2 separate regions of the Macaca mulatta genome follow, and region 1 is linked to region 2. The links are chromatin contacts, called in public Hi-C maps. All regions are on one chromosome and are shown on one strand. Each heading gives the region's core, a stretch centred on a gene start, on an enhancer-like site or on the middle of the called end of the contact. The rest is flanking DNA. Distances are from core to core; before and after follow the strand shown. Region 1 holds the start of RBX1 (ring-box 1). Region 2 holds the start of EP300 (E1A binding protein p300).

The links. A called contact is a pair of places that touch in the nucleus more often than the background predicts.
Region 1: a Hi-C map of liver shows a contact between it and region 2, with 4 times the contacts expected there. The contact joins the promoter of RBX1 here to the promoter of EP300 in region 2. A contact is called at or near these places in 6 of 14 Hi-C or Micro-C datasets (CD4 T cells, blood, cortical neurons and 3 more).

The regions. Positions count from the first base shown.
Region 1 is chr10:10,580,141-10,583,159 of T2T-MMU8v2.0, reverse strand. RBX1 (ring-box 1) reads left to right here and starts at 1,736. Exons shown (of 5, transcript XM_015150450.3): 1 at 1,736-1,834. The coding sequence starts at 1,757.
Region 2 is chr10:10,427,036-10,429,974 of T2T-MMU8v2.0, reverse strand. It overlaps EP300 (E1A binding protein p300), which reads left to right and starts at 1,372. Exons shown (of 31, transcript NM_001266486.1): 1 at 1,372-1,786. The coding sequence starts at 1,693.

The DNA.
Region 1 (3,019 bases), core at 487-2,986, 150 kb before region 2:
CTCACTGTCACCTCCGCCTCCCGGGTTCAAGAGATTCTCCTGCCTCAGCCTCCCGAGTAGCTGGGACTACAGGCGCGTGCCACCACGCCCAGCTAATTTTTGTATTTTTAGTAGAGATGCAGTTTCGCCATGTTGGCCAGGCTGGTCTCGAACTTCCGACCTCAGGTGATCGACCCGCCTCGGCCTTCCAAAATGCTGGGATTACAGGCGTGAGCCACCGCGCCTGGCCAATTCTTTCTCTTTAGCAATAGTGTCAGCACACTCCATTACTCTCCAGTTATCTTTTAAGAGAAAATAAAAGGCTTCAAATCACCTGTACGAGATCTAAGAGTGCTCTGGCGGAGTCATACCTCTGCAAGGTTAGAGATGTCAAAGGGAGTCCTGGTCTAGCGAGAAAAGGGAGAGTGACACAAAGTACAGGTGCTTGGGTCGGGCGCGGTGGCGCACTCCTGTGATCCTAGCACTTTGGGAGGTCGAAGTGGGAGGATCGCTTGAGCCGAGGAGTTCGAGACCAGCCTGGGAAACAGAGTGAGACCTTGTCTCTATTTAAAACAAAAAAAAATCGGCTCTAGCCTGTAATTCCAGCACTTTGGGAGGCCGAGGCAGGCGGATCACCTGAGGTCAGGAGTTCGAGACCGGCCTGGCCAACATGGTAAAAACCCGTTTCTACTAAAAATACAAAAGAGCCGGGCGTGGTGGCGGACACCTGTAATCCCAGCTACTAGGGAGGCTGAGGCAGGAGAATCGCTTGGACCCGGGAGGTGGAGGTTGCAGTGAGCCGAAATCGCGCCAGTGCACTCCAGCCTGGGCAACAAGAGCGAAACTCCGTCTCAAAAAAACACCCCAAAAAGAATGCTTCACAAAAATTAAAGAAATACAGCGACTGCAGATGGGTCGGTTTCACTATAGCACAAGTAGCGGAAAGAGGACACAGACTGGGGAGAAATCACCCTACACAAGATGACAACTGAGGAATGAGAAGTGGGGACTGACACACGCCACGGTGAAACCGCGCACCACGACCAAAGGCGGTCCTAGGACTGCGACTAAGCGGGCGCAGAGGCCACCCTCCAGGCTTGGCGGGGGGATGAGGGCAGCACTGGGGGCCTGCTCAGTCTGGCCTTAGGGAGGACCTTCGGGGCTCTCCTCTCTCCCCATCGATCCCTGAGCAGTTCCCGAACAGAAATCGGAGACCAGACGGTGCCTGGGCCCCAGCCCTCCCACGCGGACTGCGCCTTGGGCCTGGCTCGGAGGTGGGTCAGAGTCTGCGAAAGACCAGCGAGGGCTCTCAGGTTTCGGGGCAGGCGGCGGGCGCCCACCCCGGCTAGCAATGGGAGTCGCGCGGCGACCGGGCGAGCCCGGTAGGCAGGACAGGACTGCGGCGCAGGTCCGACTCAGGCGGAGGAAGCAGCCGCCGCCCCAGCTGATGGAGTGCGGCCGGGGGCTTCCCAGAGGAGGCGGCGACCTCGAGCCCTTTCGAACGTTTCTACCAGGCTAGCTCACGTAGCCTCGGCCCCGCCCGGCCCCGCCCCGCCCCACCCACTCCGGCCACCGCCCCCTCCCCGGCCGACACTTCGCGGGTGGGGCGACTTGCGATAGCCCCTTTAAGAGGCGTGGTCACGTGCTCCGCCCCCACCTCCCCCACGCGCGCCAGTAAGGGGTGGGGTGCGGGAGGAGGTGCCGGGGAGGCTGGGGGAACGAGGTGTGCGCTGCTGCGCAGGCGCGGTGGTCGGACGACAGACCGTGTGTTTCCAAAATGGCGGCAGCGATGGATGTGGATACCCCGAGCGGCACCAACAGCGGCGCGGGCAAGAAGCGCTTTGAAGTGAAAAAGGTTGGGTCTCGCCAGCGCCTTCCTCAGGGAAGCTAGAGAGGCGCGGATCTGGCTGGCAGGCCCGAGGATGGTCGAGGCGCGGAGTAAAGGGTTTCATTTTAGGGCGTTCCTGGGACCGGGTACCACGAAAGGAAGTCGGGGGGCGGGCCTTAGAGTTGATCGGCGTGACGGCGGCCCACTGTCAGGGGAAGTGTTGGTTTCGATGTGAGGCTGAGGGGCCAATCACAGAGCTGCTTGTTGAGATACGCGGGGTTGCGACTTGGCGGCGGGAGCCAAGCGCCTGAGCTGTCACTGGAGTGGTTGAGAGGTGGGGGAAGGTAGGGTGGGGTGAGGTAGGGTGGGGTGGGGTGGGGTGGGGTGGGTGGAATGGGGAGTCAGAGCGACTGCGGCGGTGGAGGATGGGGCAGTGCGGCGAAAGCCTGGAACCTGAGGTCCTACCGCATTGGAGGCCTCTGAGGAGCCCCGCTAGTGATCTTGCTCCGCCCCTTTTTGAAGCTTGCTTGGGGTCCTCTCACTTGAAGGGATCAGACTTGTTCCTCGCTGAACCGAGGCCTCCATTAACCCCATCTCTGGGCCTCACACCGCCGAGTTAGAGTCTGGAGTGTAATGCTTGGGTGTTCTGAGACGTCTGTTGGCTTTTCCCACAACCACCCCACTCTTGGATTCTCTGTCACGTTCAGAATCTCCCCCTTCCGAAATAATAATAAAAAGCACGGTGGAACTTGTTAAGAAAATCCGAGCCCAAATCCTGTGGCATTTCGGAAGGGTTGAGTACTAGTTGCGAATGACTTGGTAAGAGGGGAAAGCAAAAATGGAACGTGTCTTTTGCATGAAATGCATTTTAGTGGTTTGCCACAGTTTGGGAGAAAAGTGTCGATTCCCACCTAACATGAAAACTATTCGAAATGGAGATTCTGAAATAGGGAAGATATTCCTGGAACATCTGGCTAAACACTGACAATATCCCCCCCCTCCTAGTGCTTTTTGGTGTCTCATTGTGGCCACTGCTGCTCAGTTACAGCCAGCCATATTGAAGAATAATAGAAGTAGGGGCTTTTCCTCCAAGTTGAAGCTGTGATGTGAAAAGTGGTGAAGAAGTTACTAGGCACTGAGACTGGGGTTTGAAAGCGATGAAGGTTTGGGAGTACTTGTAATTGAGGAAACCAGAGTTGAATGAATGAAATG
Region 2 (2,939 bases), core at 123-2,622:
CGGGCGCTCCCATTTGGCCACCTGAGTGGCGACTTGGCGCCTTCCTCGGCGCAGCTCCGGGGTTCCGTCGTCCCGGTTCCCACTGGTCCCTTACGCAGACACCAAAGCCAGGCACCTTCCCTCGTAACTATCCACCGACTGAAAATAGATTCTGAGTCCGCCCCCGCCCCTCCCCCCTTAAAATCCTCCCCCCGCTAAAATCCTCCCCTTTAAAGGGAGCCACCGGGTGACGCCGGGGGAGTTTGCGGAAGCGCTAACCGCGTTGGGGCCTAGGGCGGATCCCGTGATTGGAACAGGCCCCGCCCCCGGCTCCACTTCCCCCATTGTGTGAGCGGCTCGGGCCTAGGCCCCGCCTCCCTTCGGAGGCCCGGCCCCTCCCCTTTTTCACCCCCCTCTTGGCTCATTTCCGGCCGCCGTCGCTACCGCTATCCTGTAAGGAGGATTCGGCAGAGGGAAGAAACAACAGCCGCCATCTTGTTTGTGTGCTAGGCTGGGGGGGAGAGAGGGCGAGAGGGAGCGGGCGAGAGTGGGCAAGCGGGACGCCGGGCTGAGTGCTTACTGCGGGAGCGAGAGAGTGCGGAGGGGAGCCGGGTCGGAGAGAGGCGGCAGGGGCCGAGACAGTGGCAGGGGGCCCGGGGCGCACGGGCTGAGGCGACCCCCAGCCCCCTCCCGTCCGCACACACCCCCACCGCGGCCCCGGAGCCGGGCCGGCGTCGACGCCTAGGGGGGACCATTACATAACCCCGCGCCCCGCGGCGCCTTAGCCCGCCGCCGCGGGCGGCCCCGAGCGGAGCCCCGGGGGGCGGGCGCTCCCAGCACCTGGCCGCCGGCGGTGGGGGCCGTAGCGGCGGCCGTATTTATTTATTTTCCGCGGGAGAGGAAGGCGGAGGGGAGCGCAGCGCGAGGAGGGGCCGCCTGCGCCGCCGCCGGCGGAGCGGGGCCTCCTCGGTGGGCTCGGCTTCGGCGCGGGCGTGCGGGTGGCGCTGCTCGGCCCGGCCCCCTCGGCCCTCTGGTCCGGCCGGCTCCGCTCCCGGCGTCCTTGCCGCGCCTCCGCCGGCCGCCGCGCGATGTGAGGCGGCGGCGCCAGCCTGGCTCTCGGCTCGGGCGAGCTCTCTGCGGCCATTAGGGGCCGGTGCGGCGGCGGCGGCGCGGAGCGCGGCGGCAGGAGGAGGGTTCGGAGGGTGGGGGCGCAGGCCCGGGAGGGGGCACGGGGAGGAGGTGAGTGTCTCTTGTCGCCTCCTCCTCTCCCCCCTTTTCGCCCCCGCCTCCTTGTGGCGATGAGAAGGAGGAGGACAGCGCCGAGGAGGAAGAGGCTGATGGCGGCGGCGGAGCTCCGAGAGACCTCGGCTGGGCAGGGGCCGGCCGTGGCGGGCCGAGGACTGCGCCTCTAGAGCCGCGAGTTCTCGGGAATTCGCCGCAGCGGACGCGCTCGGCGAATTTGTGCTCCTGTGCCCTCCTCCGGGCTTGGGCCCAGGCCCGGCCCCTCGCACTTGCCCTTACCTTTTCTATCGAGTCCGCATCCCTCTCCAGCCACTGAGACCCGGCGAAGAGAATAAGGAACTTCCCCTATCCCCTCGGGTGCCGTCGGAGCCCCCCAGCCCACCCCTGGGTGCGGGGCGGGGACCCTGGGCCGAAGAAGAGATTTCCTGAGGATTCTGGTTTTCCTCGCTTGTATCTCCGAAAGAATTAAAAATGGCCGAGAATGTGGTGGAACCGGGGCCGCCTTCAGCCAAGCGGCCTAAACTCTCATCTCCGGCCCTCTCGGCGTCCGCCAGCGATGGCACAGGTTAGTTTCGGCAGCCCCGGCCTTCCACGTTCCCCTTAATCTTTTCTACTCGGTGCGCCTTTATTCTTCCATTTTTTTTTCTTCCTCTCTCTCTAGTTCCCTGCCCCTTAATTAATTTTAAAGGTATTTGAATGAGCGGGTCGAAGACGTCCAGTAGCCCAACCATTTTCTTTGCCTCCTAATACATTGGTTGCAACACTATGTCATATCGGTGTGTGTTCTGGAATTAGAGCTCGTAAGTGGGTGCTGTATAGAAATGGCCTGTATTGTTGCTCCCGTGCAGTTTGATTTGGGAAATGCCAATGCATTTGTGTGTAAGAACTCCTATGCAATTTAAGTTTCAATTCTTTTGTTCTTGGTAAATGAAGAATTTAGAATCCTTTCTCCTTACTGTACTTACTCTGTTTCCTCTACTTTCCACTCTTTTCAAGATTTTTTCTCCTTTGCAGAATATTTTATGTTGAAGAATAGGGTGTAAGAAAATCTTGATATTGTGTGTGCGAGGTCGAAGATTTCAGATTAGAGGTGAAATTTAACAATTCTTTTATCTCACCTACCATTCTTAGCTTTTTTTTTTTGTTTTTCTTCTTATTTGCTTTAAGAATCAATATGGAGCGCAGTTCATTTCACATCTCCCAGTTCTTTGGTGTGAGACCAAAATGTCTGAAACTCCGGATTTTTAGATTGGGAGAACAGGGGCATGTTCTTTGCAGTTTCAGTCACTTTCTCATTTTAGGGGAAATAAAAAAGATAAACAATTTTGTAGAGTTACGTACCTGGAAATCAAGGTTAAAAGAGTTCCAGTCATCAACTACAAACATGAACTGATTGTACAAAAGTTTAAAATGTGCATTAGATTTTGTGTTTGTGTGTGTCTCTGTCTTTTTACACTTTTAAACATACTTGGAGATCAAGATTTTCGTGTAAAAGCTTTGCGGATTTTTTAGTTCATTCAGTTGTGGACTAGCCCCTTTGTCAGGAGAAGTTCAGGGAGACTTCCTCCATCATCCCTTCATTCTTCTCTTACAGTTAGTTTAATGGTGTTATCCTGATGGGTAAGGACCTTTTCTTTGCTGGGATAATGAAGATGAAGAATGGCTGGCCATCTGACAGTCCACAAGATGTTCCCCTTTACTACGGAGCATCTCTTTAA